2 separate regions of the Lactuca sativa genome follow, and region 2 is linked to region 1. Evidence: chromatin contacts called from public Hi-C data. All regions are on one chromosome and are shown on one strand. The core of a region is the stretch at or near the end of the contact, and the rest is flanking DNA. Distances in the headings are between cores, read along the strand shown.

Region 1 (3,149 bases), core at 102-2,601:
ATTAAGATATGTACAAACATCATCATCACCAACATACTTGTAATTCTCGGGATCCACATATTGAATAGGTGAATAACTAACATTAACATTTTCAGCAACACTGTGAAACTGAGGTACACTAGGAGTATTGAAAGTACCTATCGGATCGTTGCTCCCTTTAAAACTGCATAAATTACCAACAAGTTCGTTTCCAATTTCACCGCCCCCATTAACCTCCTCAACTTCATCAACCACCACAAACACTTTCACAGCCCTTCCTCCACTACATTTGATTACGTTTATCAACATTCTAACATCCACGTCTTCAACTATAGCTATATAATAATTTAATTTAGGATGGTGGAAACGAAGACTAATTCTATATTTGTCTAACAAACCAATTTTGCTTCTTACCATAGATACAAAATCACTATAACTAATATACTCAGAAAATATCAAAGCAAATTCAGAAATACCTCCCTGTGGACATATGTATTCCAGATTAGTTCCATTAACTTGCCATCTCCCACCGGTTACAAGACAAACCAAATATTCAATCATTTTTTGAGCAAATTGTAGAGATAGAGAGTATTTCACAAACCAAATAACAACCAAAATGATATTTTTTCTACAAAAATTTTTATATAGCAAAGCCCATTTCGTAGTCAAACCAATTCATTTCGTAGTCAACCTTAAAAAAAAAAAAAAAAAAAAATCATCATTTCGCAGATAGGATCAGAGGATTTCGCAGATGGGACCTATTCCATCTGCGAAATTACCCCTATTTATACCGAAAAATATTAAAAAAAAAAAAAATTTCTCATCTGCGAATGTACAAGTGCCTGAAGCACAACTGTGCTTCAGGCACTTGTACATTCGCAGATGAGATGCCCATTTCGCAGATGGGGCCTTCTCACCTGCGAAATGGGTGGCTATTTTTGTAATCCCGATTTTTTTTGGTTATTTTTGTAATGCAATTAGTATAATTGGCTATTTTTGTCATTTTCTCATAAAAAAAAACTAAATGTATACATACGTCATAGTTTCTTAGTTATCAAGTCATTAGCCCGCCGTAAAAGCCGCAGCCTCATAGAACTGTACCAATCAAAATAACGTTTTTTGAACAACTAAGATGACTTTAAGAATAAGTCATAAAAAAGTTAAAAATAACCAAATATTTTCATAAAAGATAATGCATAAAAAGTAACCCAAAAGATTTGGTTATTGCGACTATTATTGACGTATATCGATTGAATCGATTATAATCGGATTTTTTAAAAAATATAAAATTCTAAGTTGTCATATGTGAAATTAAAAAGAAAGACTTTTTGTTTCACGACTTTGAATAAAGAAAAACTAAAGACATATTGAAATTTGTAGTCTTGTGAAAACTGTATAAGTTGTTTGTCATATTCCCTTCTTTGTCTTCCTTTCTCTCAGTAAACAACAATGGCGGATCATCAAAACCCCCACTCTCTCTACAATCCTAACACCGGAATCTACACCTCTCCCCGACCACCCGTCCCCCTTCCACAATCACCCACCACCTCCATTGTCGATTTTCTCTTCCGCAACCTCTCTGTTTACTCCGATCGCCCTGCCTTAATCGACCCTAACTCCCATCAAATCTTCACTTTCTACCAGCTCAAACGAAAAATCTCCGATTTCGCAAAGACACTACACTATACTTACAGTATCTCCAAAGGCGATGTCATTCTGATCTTCTCTCCGAACTCCATCCTCTTCCCTGTAGCCTTTCTCGCAGTTACCTCTCTTGGCGCCATCGCCACCACCGCTAACCCGCTATATACAGTTAAAGAACTTGCCCACCAAATCAGCGATTCAAAACCTAAGCTGATTATCACGGTTGACCAGCTGTTCTCCAAGGTCAACGGCTTCAATCTGCCGTTAATTGATCTCGGAAACTTCTCAGATTTAGTAGCGAAATCGAGTAACCATGCCGCTCTGTCTCCCTCCGTTTATCAATCCGATGTCGCCGCGATACTTTACTCTTCCGGTACAACGGGATTGAGCAAAGGAGTGGTGTTGACTCACCGGAGCATAATTGCGACGGCGTTAATGGTGACATCCGATCAGGAATTCTACAAGGAAGGGAGAAGCGTGTTTCTATGCGTGGTCCCGTTGTTTCACATCATGGGATTAATCACCTTCACCTACGCACAGTTGCAGAGAGGGAACGCCACAGTCGTGATGGCGAGGTTTGAGCTGGAGAAGTCTCTGGATGCAATACAGAGATACAAGGTAACACACCTTTACACAGCACCGCCTGTTGTGGTGGCGCTGGTGAAACAGCCGGCGATTGTCAGAAGGTACGACGTCTCATCGTTGCAGGAGATTGGGACCGGTGCAGCACCTTTAAGCAAGGACACCATGGATGAATGCTCCAAAATTTTTCCTCAAGCAAAGATTTTACAGGTACGTTATCCAAAATCCAAAAAACTATCTCCATTTCATCCATTTCAAATACACATATCAAATCTGTTTGGTATTTCGGTAGGGATATGGAATGACAGAAACAGGTGGAATTATATCAATCGAGAATACAAGGGCAGGATTTCTCAATTCAGGTTCATCTGGAGTACTTTGTCCAGGAATGGAATCTAAAATCATTCATATAGAAACTCTAAAACCTCTTCCGCCTAAGCAATTGGGGGAAATATGGGTTCGTGGACCAAATTTGATGAAAGGTAAATCCTTTTGTTCTGGGATTTATGTTTTTTCTACAAGCTTTCAACCCCATGAAACAAGAACACATAAATGGCTATTATTTTACAGAATATTTCCATAACAAAGAAGCCACAGAGCAAACCATGGACAAACAAGGTTGGTTGCATACAGGTGATCTTGGTTATTTTGATGAACAAGGAAGAATATATGTTGTGGATCGATTAAAAGAGCTTATCAAGTATAAAGGGTATCAGGTAATTTCATTAAAGTTCAAAACTTTATCGATTTACAGTTGATATTTTTTTTTGGTTTTTAACTATTTCATCTTTCTTGACACTTGACAGGTGGCACCTGCAGAACTTGAAGGGCTGCTAGTTTCTCACCCTGAAATTATGGATGCTGCAGTTGTTCCGTAAGTAGGATTTTATATAAAAATTTTAATTTTGACATTTTTTTTAATACTGGAATTGAAATCATGATAT
Region 2 (3,307 bases), core at 512-3,011, 260 kb before region 1:
TAGCTTTTTGAAATTGATAATAATTTCTTGAATTTGGCTCAAATTCAACCAACACCCAGATGCAAGAACATGCATGTTTTTTTATTTTTTATTTTTTCGCTTCAGTTTGTCCAAATATAACAACATTCAGATTATAAAACATTAAAAAGATTAACTTTTTTTTGAAGTTTGCTCTAAAATATTGATAGTCAGATTAAGAAACAAGAAAAATATGGATTTTTTTTCCCCAAAAACAAAAACAAAAACAAATTAAGCTAAGATTAAGAAATACCCAGATAGAAAATTAGAGGAAAGACTGATATATTTCTTAAAAATCGAAAGAAACATGGAAAAAATGATTTTTTTCCTTGATCCAAATAAAAAAAAAAAAAAAAAAAAACAGGGGACGACTGATTTTTTCGTCATCTTGAATTTAGGTCAAATCAAGCAATACCCAGATGGGAAAATAAGAGGAAAGACTGATATGTCGTTGAACTTAGCTCAAATTCAGCAAACTCACATGAAAAAAAACAAAAAAAAAAAGAGAAATTACTACTTTCTTGAATTCATTTTATGGATTTAAGGGAATTATATTTATATAAAAGTATAAAACACACCTGCTCAGCAATATTTCCAGCTTCCGAAAGAGCTTCTTGACTCTTAGAAGACAGTTTCGCTAATGTAATTGTATGAATAGCTCCAATTATCGCAATTAAAGGCACCACTGCAAGTGTCACAAGCGCCAATTGCCAAACTGCTGTGAATCCCACCACAAATCCAGATACAAATGTCGCCATATAGTGTATAAAATTCCCTAGCTGCACGCACACACACACATACACACAAACAAACACAGAGTTAATAATCTCATATGTATGAGTCAAAAAGATTTGATCTTTTTCACCTTTTCACTAATGGCGTCTTGAACCATAACAGCATCAGTATTGATCGCATATACAACATCTGAAGTTCTGACTTCAGTGTCAAAGAACTGAATATCTTGACTCAGTGCTGCTTCAAGATATTTGATCCTCATTTTTGTTGATTGTCTCTCTCCTGTCCACATCCAACATGATATCTCTGCAAATAAATAATAAAACCCATGTCAAATTTCAAATCTTTTTCAAGAATAATTGATATTGATCCCTAAAAGGTGAAGAATTTAGAACAAACAAGCATACCTGCCCATGAAGATGCCCAAATTGCAGCTCCAACTATAAGAAAGTAAAATGCGTACTGCAAGAATTTGAAAAGAAATGAAAAAGATGAAATTTTGATGGTGAAAAAATTGGATTTGGAGAAAAAGAAAGTTACCCTTAACACTTCATCAGTCATTTTATCAATGTTGTTGACATTGGAGCCAAATGAATTGACAAGATCAGCAAAGAATCTGAGGAAAATAGGTAACGAACAACCATGAACAAAGGCACCAATTGTTCCAATACCCATTAACACATAGTCTAATCTATCTGCGAATCTAAATAACTCTCCAAATCCTACTGAAACACCCTTATCTTTCTCTGCATTTTTACTATTCTCTCCTTCCATTTCCATGGTTTCTTTGTTTTGAGAAGAAGAAGAACCCAAGGGTGGGCTTGGGTTTTCAGAGACAAGTTCAAGACTTTGCATTTCGAACCATTCCAACTGCTCTCTCCTTCTCTTTATCTTCTCCTCAGATGCTTCTGATCGCATTTTTTTAATAATGTTTTTATTTATTTATCACTTTCTCTCTCTTTCTCTTTCTCCTTCACTTTCTCTTTTGTCTGTATAACTTTTTCTTTCTCTAACATTAAAGACTTTGAAGCTCTCTTTTATACTGTATCACTTTTCTTTTCTCAATTTAATTTTAAAAGGTAAAAAAGAAAAGTCCCGAGTAATTATATGAACAAAGATTCTTTTGTTCACACCTCATAGAGTCTACATTCAAGTGTATAAAAGAAAACAGATTATATACGAAACAATATTTCTTTCAAGAAACAAGTTATGGTATAACTATAATACGCAAAATATATAGTAACAGACTTTAAATTTCTTTCACTAAAAATCCTTCAATAAATTTTTATTGAGTAAACCATTAATTACATTCAATAAATTACCTTCAAATTATATAGTAACAGCTTTTAAGTTTCTTTCAATAATATCTTTGTATTAATTTATTTGAGTAAACCATAATTTTCTTTCAAATTATACTGCAACAGCCTTTAAAGTTAATTCAATAAATAAGTTTTGGTACCTATAATACGCAAATTATATAATAACAGCCTTTAAATTTCTTTCCGTGAATGTCTTTAAATAAAAATTTATTTGAGTAAACCATAAATTTCTTTCAAGTTAAATACTAACAACCTTTACATAGTAACAACCTTTAAATTTCCTTCAACATTTTTTTTCAATAAATAAGTTTTGAAAAAAAATGGTAAACCATATCATCTGAAGCGACCCATGTCAACCGCCCCAAGGCCGAAGTCAGTATAGAACACTAATAATATTTTGGATGTGCCAAAGTTTGAACTCTGGATCTGTTTGGAATTTCATTCCTCAACTAGTAGGCTCCAGTTATGTTACAAGAATACATATTTGAAAATATCTAGTATTGTTATTTAACTTCAATCTCGTTAACGTTACCTAAGGAGTTGATAGTTAGCACCATTGGTACATCCCTCTTGACATAGTCTAAGTAACTAGTAACTGGGCGGTGCAACACGAGAACTTTCCAAGGGTTTATCACTATCTGAGTGGTCCACGTTAACCCACCCCAAGACCTAAGCTTTGCTAACTATAATATACAACTTCAAGTCCAATTAGCAATAGCCTTTTAATTGAAGTCACATATTTCTCAATCAAACATCCAAATCATGGTTTTGTGGTCTACTTAGAGAAAAACCAATGGTTGTATTCTTTTTTTTGAGTTTTGTTTGTTAACAAAATATAGTCAAAGAGAGATGAGTGAAATGAGAGAGGGAGTGACATAGAGATAGGTGAAAAGACCAAAATGCCCTCATGTGCATGGCATATGATGAGTCTTAAATGAAATATAATAACGGTGTCAAGAGGGAGGGACCAAAGGTGCTAGTTTAGGTTGTAATAGGTACTATGTCTACAATATTGACGATAGTTTAACCAAAGGTGTTATGAATACCAAACATCTGGACTAAACATGTAATTTAGTCTTTGATATTATTAATCATGAAATCTAAAATTATCAAGAGAAAGCTTAAACTTTGTAAATGGTTTCATTATGATATATACATAATATGAAGCAAACTAATTATCATCTTATATATTTAATTAGGGTCAGGTAGGGGTGTGTATGAGTCAGTTTTGGTTG

Evidence for each region. Hi-C and Micro-C count contacts between places; a contact is called where the count stands out from the background.
Region 2: a Hi-C map of leaf shows a contact between it and region 1, with 10 times the contacts expected there. The contact joins the promoter of LOC111893046 here to the promoter of LOC111893021 in region 1. A contact is called at or near these places in 2 of 4 Hi-C or Micro-C datasets (both in leaf).

The regions. Positions count from the first base shown.
Region 1 is chr1:64,991,084-64,994,232 of Lsat_Salinas_v11, reverse strand. It overlaps LOC111893021 (probable CoA ligase CCL7), which reads left to right and starts at 1,351. Exons shown (of 5, transcript XM_023889094.3): 1 at 1,351-2,415; 2 at 2,498-2,687; 3 at 2,776-2,921; 4 at 3,012-3,079. The coding sequence starts at 1,429.
Region 2 is chr1:65,251,862-65,255,168 of Lsat_Salinas_v11, reverse strand. LOC111893046 (ABC transporter B family member 1) reads right to left here and starts at 1,761. Exons shown (of 8, transcript XM_023889117.3): 1 at 1,294-1,761; 2 at 1,161-1,215; 3 at 884-1,059; 4 at 597-797. The coding sequence starts at 1,671.